Regions from separate parts of the Anser cygnoides genome. Here region 2 is linked to region 1. Evidence: chromatin contacts called from public Hi-C data. All regions are on one chromosome and are shown on one strand. Each heading gives the region's core, a stretch centred on a gene start, on an enhancer-like site or on the middle of the called end of the contact. The rest is flanking DNA. Distances are from core to core; before and after follow the strand shown.

What was found. A called contact is a pair of places that touch in the nucleus more often than the background predicts.
Region 2: a Hi-C map of liver shows a contact between it and region 1, with 1.9 times the contacts expected there. The contact joins the promoter of BCL7A here to the promoter of CLIP1 in region 1. A contact is called at or near these places in 2 of 7 Hi-C or Micro-C datasets (both in liver).

What each region holds. Positions count from the first base shown.
Region 1 is chr17:2,667,566-2,675,216 of Taihu_goose_T2T_genome, forward strand. It overlaps CLIP1 (CAP-Gly domain containing linker protein 1), which reads left to right and starts at 3,821. Exons shown (of 26, transcript XM_048073728.2): 1 at 3,821-3,976.
Region 2 is chr17:2,850,723-2,857,349 of Taihu_goose_T2T_genome, forward strand. It overlaps BCL7A (BAF chromatin remodeling complex subunit BCL7A), which reads right to left and starts at 2,692. Exons shown (of 6, transcript XM_066979324.1): 1 at 2,459-2,692. The coding sequence starts at 2,550. CFAP251 (cilia and flagella associated protein 251) reads right to left here. Exons shown (of 20, transcript XM_066979319.1): 18 at 6,324-6,552; 19 at 4,995-5,096; 20 at 3,656-4,075. The coding sequence ends at 3,954.

The DNA.
Region 1 (7,651 bases), core at 2,571-5,070:
GGAGTACCTTCATTTTTTACCACAGTTGTAATGCTCCTGGTAAGTAAATGCCATTGAAGCTTGATGTTGTTCCTAAGAATATGTTGTAGAGCTGATAGTTGTGTTTATATTTAAGGTGGTGGGAGGGGACGAATCAGGAATTAGTCCTTGAAGAAGCTTACAGAGAGGATGGCTTAAATAACATGGTAATTAATGTGTAAGTGACAATTGGACACTTCCTAAACATTAGTTAATTACAAGCAGCAGAGATTTAACATAAGATTTTTTGCAACTTAATACTTAGCTGTTATGTCTGAACAAAAACTGATTTACCCTTTGTTTAGAAGCTTGACACTCTCAATAGGAACAAAAGACCTGTTTTGCTTCTCTGTAGGTGAGAAATCAAGCTCTTGTTTTTTTACATAGGTGGTAGAATGATTTGGATGATCTATCTTCTTTAACAGAATACGGTTTCTCAGTTATCTGTAAAATGAAACACTCATAATCAGTGACCATTGTTGTTAAATTAAGTACCTTGTTTAAACAAATATGCCAAGGGATTCATTAAATACCGTTCTCTATTGTTTTACCCACATTTGTTAGAACAAATAATGTAAAATTGGATGCAAATTTATCTTGTGTAAAACACCAACAAGGAACATAGACTTGCAGGGCTTTTTTGTGACCCTTGAGCTAGGGAAGAAGGACACTAAGTACGTTGGGAACAGAATCTTTTTTTGTAGCCTTTCAACCCACTAAGCTGTGAAAACAATCATGTAGTCTGCAACAACTTTTTAAAACTCAATTCTCGAGGACAAAAACGTGATATACATGAGTCAAAGTGCTAGAGAGAACAAAGGCATTACTGAGTTTCATACGTGATACTTAAGACTAAAAAGGGCTGTTTTTCATCTAGTCTAACCTATTAGTCAAAGGCTGCCAATTTAAATGACATAAATTTAAAGCAAAAAAATATAGAGCAAGCACGAGGCTTTAGGACACTAAATCTTGGGATCTTATGTAGCTGTAAATAGATGAGCAAAACGCACTGCTGAGGTTAAAAGGCAGGGCAGGGGTAGTGGGGGGGAATCCTCTTGTGTTTTTGCAAAAACAAACCACTACAGAAAATAATAGCGCAAACTTCTGTACAGGGATTTGTGAAGCAGCACTTCAGTGAGAAAAAGAAAAAAGTAGCTAGTTGTTGTTGTTGTTTTTTTTTTTTGAAGCAGGTGTGGCCAACTAGAAATCACTTGTACGTATTGAAAATTGCTAAATGTACATATTGAAGAGATCATTCAGAGGAAGAAAAAAATCCTATATTCAAAATTGTATACTTGCATGGATATGTCTCATTGGATAAAAAAAATGGAACTCTTACGTCAGGATATCCCTAAATGCAGTTCCAAAAGAATAATGTTTTAGCCATTCAGAAAGTTTTTGTACTTAAGGATCCTTCTCAAAGCTGAAAAACCACCTTCAGCTGATGTTCCCACATTACTGAGGGGAATAATTTTAATTCTAAGTAGACCCTGTAGTTGTGGCCAGGATACTGGCAGTTACGTCAGCAACCTAAATTTCCCTGGAGCGTCCAGCCATTCCTGTTTTCATAGTTACGTGTTAACTGATCTGCCTGAAATCATGCAGCTCAGGAGAGAGCCACTAGTACTGGAATCAAAGACATTCTGGCTTTTGATCATACGCAGTCCTTTGTAGTACCATGAATTTTAGAACTGGCATCTTCTTTTATAATGATTGCTACAAATTGGATGTGAACATACTACATGCATTCTTTGTTATCATAGTCTGCATATATCTAAGTGTACACTGGTACATAGAAATGAAGTCAACCATTTCTAATCGGGATGAATTCACTAAACTTAAGTTACAATTGTCCCGAAACTACTTTTTCTTGGTTTGAAGGGTGATACTAGTTCACTGATGGATAACTAACTCCCTTGTTTCCCACAAGATGACTTCTATCCTGAAGCTATGGTTCTGCTCACTAAAAAATGACATTAACAAGCAAAGCTACATTTGCTTTATATTGATGTATGCAACATCATTCTCAATTCTTGCTTTACAAACAGGACATTTTTAGCTTTAGTTTTGCAAAGAAGTAAAGAAAGCTGCTTACGCATTTGAACCATATTTCGTCTATAATTTCACCGTTGTTGTTACTTACTGCTTACACTTTAGTGAAGTTGCGAAAGACCAACACAAACTTGCAAGTCTCGGTTCGCTATCTTCAATAGTAAGCTGACTTCTACTTGATGTGTTTTATACTAAATACAGCAGTCCAGTATTGCTTAATAAAACTTCCAGTGTTGTGCATTGAACTGAATACTCTTGAAATCTACCTTCATGTTAATAAATCCTCCAAGACAAAAATCAAATTAATGAAGAAAAATGATGGAGAAGAATATGCTTAGAGGAAAAAAACATGCTGTATTAACATTAGATGAATACAGGAAACTTGAATCTGTGATAGCAGAAACAAATGTTCACAAAAGTAGCTGAGAGCTTGTGAAGCTAACAGGTATTTTGTGCAAGTGTTCTGTAAAGAGTCTGACTCTCAGGTTTTTAATTAAATTGTTGTTGTTAAGGATTATGTCCTTAGCCAGGGACTACTGGGTCACTTTTTTAGTTTTAAGCAATAATTTGCTGGCTTTGTACTTCTAAATACAATCTATAATTAAATTCAGAACTTTTTTCAGCAAAACTTTATCAAATTTTGCAGGGAGGAAGAAGGGTGGCTGGCTGTACATGGATTTGAGTATCTGTTTCAACATCTAATGACCTTGGTAAGAGCTTCTACTTTACACTTAGGAAGTGAAATTCTAACAAACATTGCTAAATGCTGATCTAGTTGAAACCCATTATTTGGGGGACTGCGTCACACCATTTTGTGCTTTACCATGCTGGATTAATGCCAAAGAATGAAGCCAAAATGAATCACATGTTGCAATTGGTCTCCAGCAATGGAACTGCTTTCTCATCACCCTTTTGTTTGAATAGTATCATGCATAAACTAAATGATCTATGGGACTGCAAACAGGTTTGCTTTGTGATGAATTCAGCAGAGTTATAGGCCAACTTTGACTGGACTCTGTTGCCTGTTTATAAAAGAGGCAGAGAAGTGAAGCTGAGCTGTTTGATTTAGCCTTGAAAATTGATATTAAATTGTTGATGGTGGTGTGGAGCTACTGCCACAGCCCTTTAAACTTTACAAAGGGGAAGAATGCCAGGTTCCAGGGTCTTCCTTCACAAGCACAATGAAAATTCAAATAGAGGATGAGAAGGAATCCCAGATTCCTGGGCGTCAGGACAAAAGGAAAATGGAGAAAAGAAGCCCCTGGTAAAGTTAGTCGTCCATTAAGAGCTATGCGCTTCATGCCGCCCTGTCTCTTTTCCCCACCCTTTCCTCCCCACCTTCCATTCACGCTCATCTGCTGCAGCGGCGAATTCCACAGGGGGTCAGCGCTGCCTGCTCCCCGTTACGGGGACAGGAACGGGGACAGGGCCAAGGCCAAGTCGGGGTGCGCGACCCCGCGGGGCGCTTTCGGGGAAGGGCGAGGCAGGACCGAGCAGAGCCTCTCCTACCTCCCGGCCGCGGGCTGCCCCGGGGGGCGAACAAAGCAGGGGGAGACAAAGGGAAAAGCGAGGGGGCGAGGAGAGGAGACGAGAGGGAAGGGGGGAGCCGGAGCCGGGCAGGGGGAGCGGCTCCCGCTGCTGCAGTCCCCGCCTCGCGGTGCCGCGGGCCCGGCGGGGCGCAGACGTTGTCCGCCCGCCCCGCTCCGCCCCTGCCAGCCGGGGAGGCGCCGCTGCGGAGGGGCAGGAGGAGGAGGAGGAGGCGGCCGGGAAGCCGAGCGGAGGCGGCGGCGGCGCGGAGCCGGAGGCGGCGGCGGTGAGGGCGCCGTTGGGGCCCGCGCGCGGAGGGCGGCGGCGCCTGAGGGAGGGGAGCCGCCGGGAGCCCCCCGCTGAGGAGGAGAAAGAGGCGGTGCGGAGGGTCCGGGCTCGGCGGGGGGACCGGGCGCTGAGGGGAGGCGCTGAGAGGGCCGGGGAGCGGCCGCGGGCAGCGGGCAGCCGCCCCGGGGCCCCGCCACACGCGTGGCTGCGCGTCCCGGCCGGTCTGAGGGGGCCGCGGGTGACAGCGGCCGGGTGCTGGGGCTTTGCCCGGCTCGTCCCCGCCGCGCTGCGCCTCGCAAACTTGGCGCCGGGCACCGGCCCCGAAGCGGGGGCAGGGTGAGGGCTGAGGCTGGGCGATGTTGTCCCGGTGCTGCTGCCTGCCCGCCCCCCCCACCCCTCACCCACCGGCATGGCACCGATTGAAGACCCGGCCCCGTGTAAACCCACCTCGGCTCCCTGCCCAGGCCCGGGTTTTTGGGGGAAAGCCGCCGCCGTGCAGGTGAGGTGCCCGCCGTGCCCGGTGCTGCGGCGTGAGGCTGTGCTGCAGGCCGCCTGCTTTCCGCTGTGTCACTGGGGCTGCTGCCTAGGGCCCGTTACTGCCCTCCTCCTCCTCAAGGTAATCCTCGATCCCCCCGCTAACGAGGCTCCTGCCTTAGGATCAGGAGAGGGTTTTTGCTTTCCTTGTAGCATCTTTGTCTGCGCGCTTAAAAAACCACCCAACAACCTGTTGTTGTTTTCTCCTGGAGGAGAAAAGCTCCTTCGAAATAGCGTAGGGAAGAATAGGCAGCGACTGGATATGTCACGATTAAAAATATGACTGAAAAATGACGGCTTTCCTCCCTTCACGCAGCTCCCCGCGTGCGGAATGGAGGCAGTGTCTCACAGGGAGCTGTGCGAGTTCACAGGCTGCTTCGAGGTCACTGAGCAGCACAACTTAAAAGCACACGATGGTTGTGTTAATATGTAGGGAAAAGAAAGAAAAGAGGCACAAAAGAGGAAATGCTTTCATGCCTCATACTTTGCAAAGAGTTTTTTTTAAAGAGCGGAAGTATGCGTGTAAGTCTGAAACTAGCAGTGACAGAGTGATTTTCTTAGGCATGTGTCTGTGTGCACCTGCTACCACGTGTAACAAGATAGCAAGCTAAATAGTGGAGGAAAGTGGAGGAAAAGTAAATAACTTTCTTTTTTTTGTTTCTCCCTTAACAACAAAGTATCATAGCGTAAGGAATGTGTGACCATTCAGGGACTGACATTCTTCATAGTGAATACACACAAAATGACTAGAAAGCGGGCAGAGGTTTATTAGTTCTCTGCTTAAAACTTATGGTGTTCCAGGGTTCTGTTTCCACCTAGTCTTAACATGTGCCAGAAAATTTCCCATGCGTACCAAAGTGCACTGAAGCTTTGTGTGTTGGAAGGGGAAGGACAGGGTTGCGTTGGCTGAAGCAGAAAACCTTGGAAATGTGACATCATCTGTCTGCATCTGTAGGAATCAAGAGGAATATTTTATTTGGCAAAAAAAATAGTTTTACATAATTTGTGTGGTTTCTTTTTAAACAGAAGTTTTCAGCTTTCTAGCGTGGAGGAGAAAAACATCTGTCTTGAATCATCACAAAGGTGTATTATAAGAAATAATCTCTTTCTTCACATGACAATACAGTAAGAAGGAGCAGTGCTCTATATGAGCTGGTCACAGTGACTTTCTAGAGCTCCTGTAGATTTCCTGTCTGATCTGTAGGCTGTATCTGTTTATCATCTTCTGAATGTGAATACCCAGGACAGCCTTTATTTACTTATCTTGGCTAGATTGGATAATTCCCTTAGTATTCCTCCCTTTATCCTTTTAGCTCCGTTGAAGTTTTTTGGGGGGAGTGACTGAGAATGTTCCAAAATAGATCTTCCTTCAAAAGAAATAGTGATCTGTCTTGCCAGAAGAATTTTTCAAAACCGCTTTCTTTCTCTCTCTAAAACAGTCAGGTCAAATGTTAACTCTGTATGTTAAATGCAAGTTTTCTAATGTTTCAACATGGTGACCATGAATGAATGCAGCTCTTGTTTAATCTTTTGGCATTCCTTAGGGACTACTGGCTCTGCTGGCAAGTATAAAAAGTAACGCATTGGAATCCTTATTGGACTGGCATGTTTAGAAATGCCTCAGATGGATGGTGTTTTGTTATTTAATGAAAGGCAATTATATACTGCATTAGCTGTAATCTCAGCTGCCCAGAGCTAGATGCCAATTTCTGCGGGAGCAACCATTTCGTTCTTCTTGACCAGCAGAACTGAAGCCAGCTCTATCAGCAGCACTGTGTCCCTGATGATTTTGAACATCCACAATCTTGTCCATGTGTCTGTCCTGTATACGCACGATGTTACACTCGCGTGACTTAGAATGGTACAACTGACCCTTAGAAATACCCACAGTGTGATATCTAGCTCCTGGCCTCAGAAATACTGGAAAGGATTTAGAAGATGCGTCTGAGAACAGACGGTACAAGTCTCTACCTTAGCACCTGCCTAGCAGTTTTCCACCTGGAGTGTCCTGCTCAACTGCTTGTAGGAACTTAGAAAACTCTTCAGTGAATGGTACCTACCATACCTTCCTCTAATTTGAGAAACATCCTCACTCTACTGTTTCTAGGAGAAACACCATTAAAAGCTGTTCACTTTTCCTGATCTTTATAACCTTACTGTCTGTATTTCTAGCATATTTTAAAGGGAAATTGCAAGGCAAAGGGAGAAACTCAGTATTTGATGGAATTAGCTTATCTGACTCAGTCTCCTTTTCTGCTTGGCAGCAGCATCCATTGAATCAGAGCAATATTTATCTAAGTTCTGTATTTGTACTTCTACTTTATTATATGCCAGCCGTATAGCAGTCATGGTGCTAATTTAAAAGGCTAAGAACATGGAGAGCTAAAAAAGGATTGCTGACTTGATGTTTTCAAGGCGTGTGAAGCAGTTACGCTTTCACCCAAGTCTATCAAAATTAAATTCTCACTATAAAAAGAAGCACTTTGTTTCAGCCGCTTCAGATGCGATTGTATGAGTTAGAAGCCCTTTGTCTTAGTTCATGTGTGTTTGGTTTTGAGGCCGACAGGAGATAATATTTTCCTTCTCAAACTTTCACATAAACGTTAGATCCTGAATACATTAAATTTTATGCTCTAATATCCAAAGAACGAATTGTTACTGTGGACTGAATGCACTTACCCAGGCGGTTTAAAGTGTGTTATCATCGGGAGAAGCTGGTGCTGACAGTTGAACAAATTATTTTTCTTGTTATCAAAATGGGGGGTTTTGGCAAAGGCAGTTAGAAACTTCCCTGGAAAAATGTAGAAAAGGTAGTAAGCATTGATAGTAGACCTCTCAGAAGAGGTAGTAATAATTTACTTTCTTGGATGAAAGCTTTCTCTGCTTTTCAATCCTTGACTCATTCTGTAGAGAATGATGTGTGCTTAGAAGGATCATGTGCTTTCTGATCTTTTAATAGACTATAGCAGTGACATTTTTATAATGCGTGTGTACAGAGGCAACTGGGAAGTGTTAGAATTTGCATCACGTTTTCTGTGATTTTTTAAAAAAAAAGGTTTTTAATAGTTATTAGCTATTTCTTTGTTAATGAAAGATGGGTATCTTTCAAAAAAATTGAACAGACTGCGTTTAGAAATAGCAACATAGATCAAGAAAGACTGAGAAAGAATTATTCACCATATTGCTAGCCAAAAATAATTTTTTACTGTTAAAGACATCCTCTCATATCTCT
Region 2 (6,627 bases), core at 1,442-3,941, 180 kb after region 1:
AGATAGGGCCACATTAATCTCAAGATAACAGCCTAACAACTTCACTGTTTACTACTATAAGCCAAGTTCCAGCAATAGCAGAAGCGTTCGGCGCTCTACAAACACACGGGAAGATAGGGCACCTGCACCAAAGGGCTCGCTGTCTAACAATATGTATTTTCCAAGGAACAGAGCCTGTGCTGATGGAAACCGACTTGCCATGGGCACACGAAGAGCTGGAGCAACAGAGGCACATAGTAACCTGCACAGCGGGGCTGCTGCACCCTTCACTTGCGGATTACCTGATGGTAATCCTTATGGCTGGACCCACCACCAGTTCAGAAATTTTGTGGTAAGCACTGTCTGCCTCTCTCCTCGTCTCCGGTACCGAAAACTCTCGGTGCACAGGTCTCGGAAAACCCTGTCCTATGAAGTGTTGCGTGCAAGGTGTTTCAATCTTCAGTGGCTGCATTTCCACAGAAGAGCTGTGGATGGCAACAAATTGCTCCTATTATGCAAATGAAACTGCACACTTGAAATTGCCTGTGTGGCTCCTCTGAAGATGCAGGAATTGCTAGTGTGTAAAGTTCAATTTCACAAGTCTTCTCAAAACATTTAAACCACAAAACACAGAATCTCTCTTGCTTATTTTCCACTGTACTTGACTGCAGGTGGTGGTGGGTAATCTTGAGATTCACCATCAAATTATGATTCCTTTAAAAGTAGGAAAAATGGTTTATGTAAATACTTGTGAGAGGCACACACAAGAAGCCACAGGATACTTCTGACAGTGATCAGAAGAAACGTTGCATGATTCTGTACAGTAACCCTTTAAAGCAAGCTGTCTCTCATGAGGGTTAAAGTGTACAAAATCTATTTATACCGCAAGATTTGTTTTAAAGAGGAAGCCATAGCAACTGACATGATGGCAGACAGCTCTTGCCAAGGGAAAAAAAAAATCTAGATGTTTTGTTGAATGGCCAAGCTTCTGCCTCTCCTCCTCCCTGAAATCCACAAACCAGGACTCAAAGGAAGCACGCTGCGCTCATGAATGAAATGCCTACAGACAAAACACTACAGTCCCACACATCCAGCCGTAAGACTCTCTGATCAAAAGTACTGTCACATCACCGCACATCGTTCCGATCCTTCGGAGCTGGCCCACTAGGCAGCGAACAGCACTTAAAAACGCCAGCTGAGCGGAAGAGAGTTCCTGAAAGCAACCGAACTGCGATGCCCGGGCTGCTCCAGCTCCTTCCTCAGCGGGTGGATTCTCCGAGATCCCCATCCCGTGGCCCTGCATTATCGGGCACACGTCCTGCTTCTTTGTCCAGCTCCAGCCAACTGGCCCACTCGTGTGCTCAGGGCCGTTTAAAAGGCAACAGCCCGTTTCGCTGGAGTAGCAGGCACGTTTATTTCCCTATTTTGCCTTTCTTTCAATGAAACCGAAGAGTTAGCTGCGCATCCTAACAGAGGTGCCCCCTTATTTCATCAGGTTGGAAACAAAACAAGGTTATGCAGATTAGTACCAACCCAGGGGATTTTCCGTGGATTTCAAACGTTTGAAAATACTTTAAGATTACGGAACAGAGAGTCAACTTGTTGGAAGAGAGACTCTCCGGAGTCACCCTGGCACTGCTCCCCAGCCCACCCAAAGCACCGGCCTGACCGTGCAGAGCTGACAGCAGCTGCTTCGCTGTGCCGCCGAAATACCTCGCGTCGCTTTCCAGGATGCAAGCCGAAAAAGACAAAAGCAGAAAATGCCCAAACACGCTGAGGGCCTGACAAAAGGGACCCGTTCCACCGGGGGGGGAGACCCAGCCTTTAATTATCCCGTTTCACCACAAATTCAGGCGGCAGTCCCGCTCGCCCTCTCCGGCCCCGCTCCGGTTTTGTGCGCGCAAACCTCGGAGCCTTGAGGGGCTGGGAGAGGAGTAGGAAATTCGAGAGAAGCCGTTCGAGTTGTAGAGCGGTGTTTTATGTGGTGTTTTTTTTTTTAAAGAAAGAGGTTCCTTCAAGCGGTACCCCGGCCTCGGAGCCCCCCCCCCGGGGCCGCTCCTCAGGGCCCCGTGAGGGGGGCGGCGGGCGAGGGGCGGCGGGGAGGGGACCGGGGGCGGCGGGGAGGGGACCGGGGGCGGCGAGAAGGGGACCGGGGGCTGTGAGGAGAGGACCGAGGGCGGTGAGGAAGGCCGGGGGGCGGCGAGGAGGGCCGGGGGCCGCACAATGGAGCCGCCGCAGCCCTCAGCCGCCGCCGCCGCCTTCCTGTGAGCGGCTCCGCGAAATGGCTTCTGGGCGCCGCCGGCTCCCCGCCCCCCGCGGCCGCCCGGCGGGCTCCGGGCGCCGTGAGGGGAGGGAGCGGGGGGGGGGGGGGGGGGGAGGAGCGTTGGGGTGTTTTTTGGGGGGACCCGAGGGAGGTTTTGGGGTGCCGGGGAGGAGGAGGAGGGCGGCGCGGGGTCCCGCCGCGGCGCGTCCCGCTCACCATTTGCGCACTTTCTCGATGGCCGCCATCACCCGCTTGATATCATCCTTCGCCCGGCTCCGGGTCTCGGCCCGCACCGAGCGGCCCGACATGCTGCTTGGGGGGCTGGGGAGGGAGGGGAGGGGAAGGGCGGCCTCAGCGGCGGGGAATGCGGCGCGGCGTCCGTCCGTCCGTCCGTCCGTCCGCCCCGCCCTCCCGCACGCACAATGCTCCCTCGGCTCGGCGCCGCTCGGCTCCGCCGGCTCCGCCAACGGGGCCCGCGCACCGCGCATGCGCGCCCCGAGCCGCCACCGCCGCCGCCGCCATCCCCGCCGACCGCCGCCGGGGGCAGCCCGCGCGGGGCGGCGCTGTGAGGGGGCTCCGTGAGGGGCCGCCGGAGAGTCGGGGAACGGCTCGGATCCGATCCGGTCCGCTCCGATCGGATCGGGTCCCTCCCCGCCTGCCTGGCCCCCGCGGCTCGCCCCAGCGCTGAGGGGATCGGCGCCGCCGCCTTCCCTCAGGCGCCCCCCAGTGAGGCGGCCGCTCCGTGACTGAGCGCGGAGCCCCCCCGGCCCGCAGGGCCCTCCCTCAGGCAGTGGCTGTGAGGTTTCTGAGCTGCCTGAAATAATTGCTGTGGAATGAAGCTGGTTAAAAGTAGAGGATCACATCCGACCCGTCCCTGGACACACACAAGCACATCAGTAAATGGACAGTTACCTGCGCACCCGGTGTGGGACTTGGTTAACTCACCCCCAGCGCACACCTTTGTGCTAATTGCACAGCCGCGGATACTTGCAGAGTGCGTAACTGCAATCTCTTGTTTAACAAACATCGCCACTGAGAGGAACGCTTCTCGAGGCCCTACATTATTATTCAAATTGATGCTGAGGATGATGTAAAGAAGGAAGCGTGTTCAACAGCACTTCACTGATCTTTCTACAGCAACTTATACCAGCCTCATTATGCTGTTTATACAAACACTGTAAGATGCTGTCCCATTGGTATTGCACTTCTAATCGGAGCTACTACTTTCAGAAAGGAAACCAAAGTTTCAAAGGCCAAAAGGGAAACCTGGTTTCAATGTATATCACAGCGTTCCTTGCATCACCGAAGTCTGGTGGTTTTGTCTGTGTAATTACAAACCCAGTCTAGCCTGTCCAAGCATTCTGTACAGGACATTTATCAACGTATATAATCAATACAATACTTTTATATTGCTATTTTGCTGTCTGTTTATTTTACAAATAAATACCCTCTTAACATAATGGAAATAGACTGCATCTGGCATAAACCCACCCTGAAATAAGTTCTAGGAAGGCTCTAGCCAAGGATAGGGGTGATCTGTGCAAAAAGACAGTGCAGCAACCATGGTGTCGCTCTTTACAGACTTTAGTTTGTGACCTTTAGTTTTTAATAAACAGAATATAAATTTCACAGATACTTGAGGAGAGGATGTTGGAAAGTGGGAACAAGTAGAAAACTGTGGCAGCTACAATTTTGAGTCTTCACAGATCAACTATTCATTGATTTTTACTGTTCTTTTCTCTGGCTCGGCAATAGGTAAGCCAAGAATGTCAGCAGTGAACCTCTCTGCTGTGATTTCCTCTGGAATTTCTTCTCCAGTCAAAGCTGCTGCACCTGGAGAGCAGTAACAACAACACAAAACACACAACAGCAATGTAAAAATGGCATTCCAGAACAGTAATACTTGTAAGTCGCAGTGAGCGGATGGAATGCTTTTAACGATGTATGGAGTAATCATAAAGTATTGGCTTACTAGCTTAACACTTTATACATTCTTATCGGGGAAAAACTGCTAAATGTGTGAGGCTGAATCACCTTGCAGTACATACAGACTGCAGAAGAGCCAAGGGACCAGACAATTTTTACACTCCATCGGTTTGACATGATTCTGGGATCCTCAGGCACCCAGGGACTGCAATCGGTGTGCGGTGCCAGGTGGTTCCTGCACGGCACACAGCTGCTGCCAGCAGCTCACCAGGCGCTGTTCTAGACTGGTGGGGACTGGGACGTGAGCTGCACAAAGCATGGTGCTCATCAGCAGTCCCAATGACAATGGGCAGAGCGACGTGGGTGAAATCAGCGCTGTGATTCACTGCTCTAGACCGGTGTAGGATGGGAAATTAACTGTACACAAACATGGTTATTATCAAGAGTTCTGTTACAGTGGGCATTGCAGCCTGGGTGAAGTCAACACTGTAATTTGCATAGTGCAGGATTCCTTTTTGCCTGTGGACTTTGGCGTGTAAACCTTCCACTCTGTGTTTCCAGTTCTGGTTCCAAGCCAGCAGACAAAGAGCAATGCAATCCTGTCAGGTCTCAGTTACATTTCATTGTTCATTTATTTTCAGAGACACCAATGTAACTGTTGCATGGACGAAGGACAATCTACGGCTCTATGACTATTCTTGCAATCCCATCTCAGCGTTTTTGACAGCTCTTGGCCTAACAGGGTAATGGGCTTGCAATTTAAATTACTCTGTTTGGGAAGTGAAGCAATCCTGCCTCTGTGCAGTGCAGAATGCTAATCCCGTACCTGAGGGATCGCACGTGTCCAGGTCAGATCTTCCTCCCTCTGAATGCCTGCCCAGCAGGGCGGTCAGACACTGTGCCAGCTCGTCCTCTGTCATATGCTCTCCTGTATGCGATAAAGTAAAACCAGCCTCTTGGGTTACGGTGTTGTTAGCACAAAAAACAGAAGACAACTCAAACAAGAACGATGTACAAACAAAAAAGGGTAGTTTGGAAGGGCACTTGGCTTCTCTGAGACATGGGCCACATCACCGATCAGAACACATGATTCCAACACAGGAAAATGTTGATCCCAAGGAAAATGGTTCCCCTATCTTGCATGCATTTGGGGCAAAAATGCCTATCAAAGGGAGAGAATCTGATGCAGATGGCTCTTTAGGCTACGTTGCACTTGCAGGAGCCTGAGCTGCTGTTCCCACTGAATTCATGGCCCAGGACAGACCACAGACCAGGTAGCTCTGTGCCTGGGGCTGTAGTCATTTCTGCACAGAGGAGGAAGAGGATGGTACAGGAAAGTTTTATTCTAATATCCTGGGATTAAGCGAACATAGCGCTTGTTCCCAGCTTGTGGTTGGCTTGTACCCTGAAGCATAAGGTTATAGATTTGTTATGAAACTGTTCTATCCTGTCTAATTATCTATTTATGGATGTTCACAGCATCCATATAAATAACTAACCTTTCTCACATTGCTTGAATCCTCGTTTTCCACAGATCTTTGTGGCCAGGAGTTTTACTGGGTGCTGTGCTAAGTAAAACAGCATTTTCCTCTACCTGTTTTAGTGCTCAGCTGCACTAAAAGCTCCCTGTTTTGACAGCAGGAGCAAGACAATAGCAGCATGTAATTTACCACTCTAGCGTTGGCCATAAGTACGTTTTTACATGCCTTTACAGTGTTCCCTCTGATTGAGATGAACGAAACCATCCCATCTTTTCAGATTTCATACCTAGCTTCAGTCCAAGACTCCGACCAATTTCATCCCTCCTCTCTTGTCACCCTCTTTTCCTGCTTTTTACAACCTGTCTGGAAACTGTGTGGGGAATGGTAATTCAGATAAGGGTATACTGGAGGAAGGATACGGTTTGCCAAGATCCATACTCATCGTTTGACAGAAAACATCCTTCAGACCATCAGAAATTTCCAGAGCAGCAAAAGAAGTGCAGCTGAGACAACAGACGTGATTTTTCAGTTTAAAATCCTAAGGCAGGTGGCTCCCCACGCCTGCCCTGGTTACCAAGCTATAGTTCCAGATTAATTTTTTGCTGCAGTGAATACATTCTGAAATTGAAGACAGAACTAGCAAGCATAAAACTAATATTAGAAAAATAACTCACCTCTGCACTGAAGCAGCAACAGTAAGTCTCCCCTGTCAATAACTTTGTCTCCATTCTCATTGTCATAACCAAGAACCTGAAACGCTCGCCGTATGGTTTTCATTGACAAGCCAAGCGCAGGCCGATGATTTATATAAAGTTTGATAAAATCCCCTAAATTGATTTTTGTCACTTGTTCTCCAGTGTCCACATACTCGCTGAATTTTACTTCATTTATCATTTCTTCGATCTACAGATGAAGGCAAGAGGGATAGTTAGACATTTGCTTTTTGGAGAGCATCGGGACGGCTTCTGATCCCCCAAA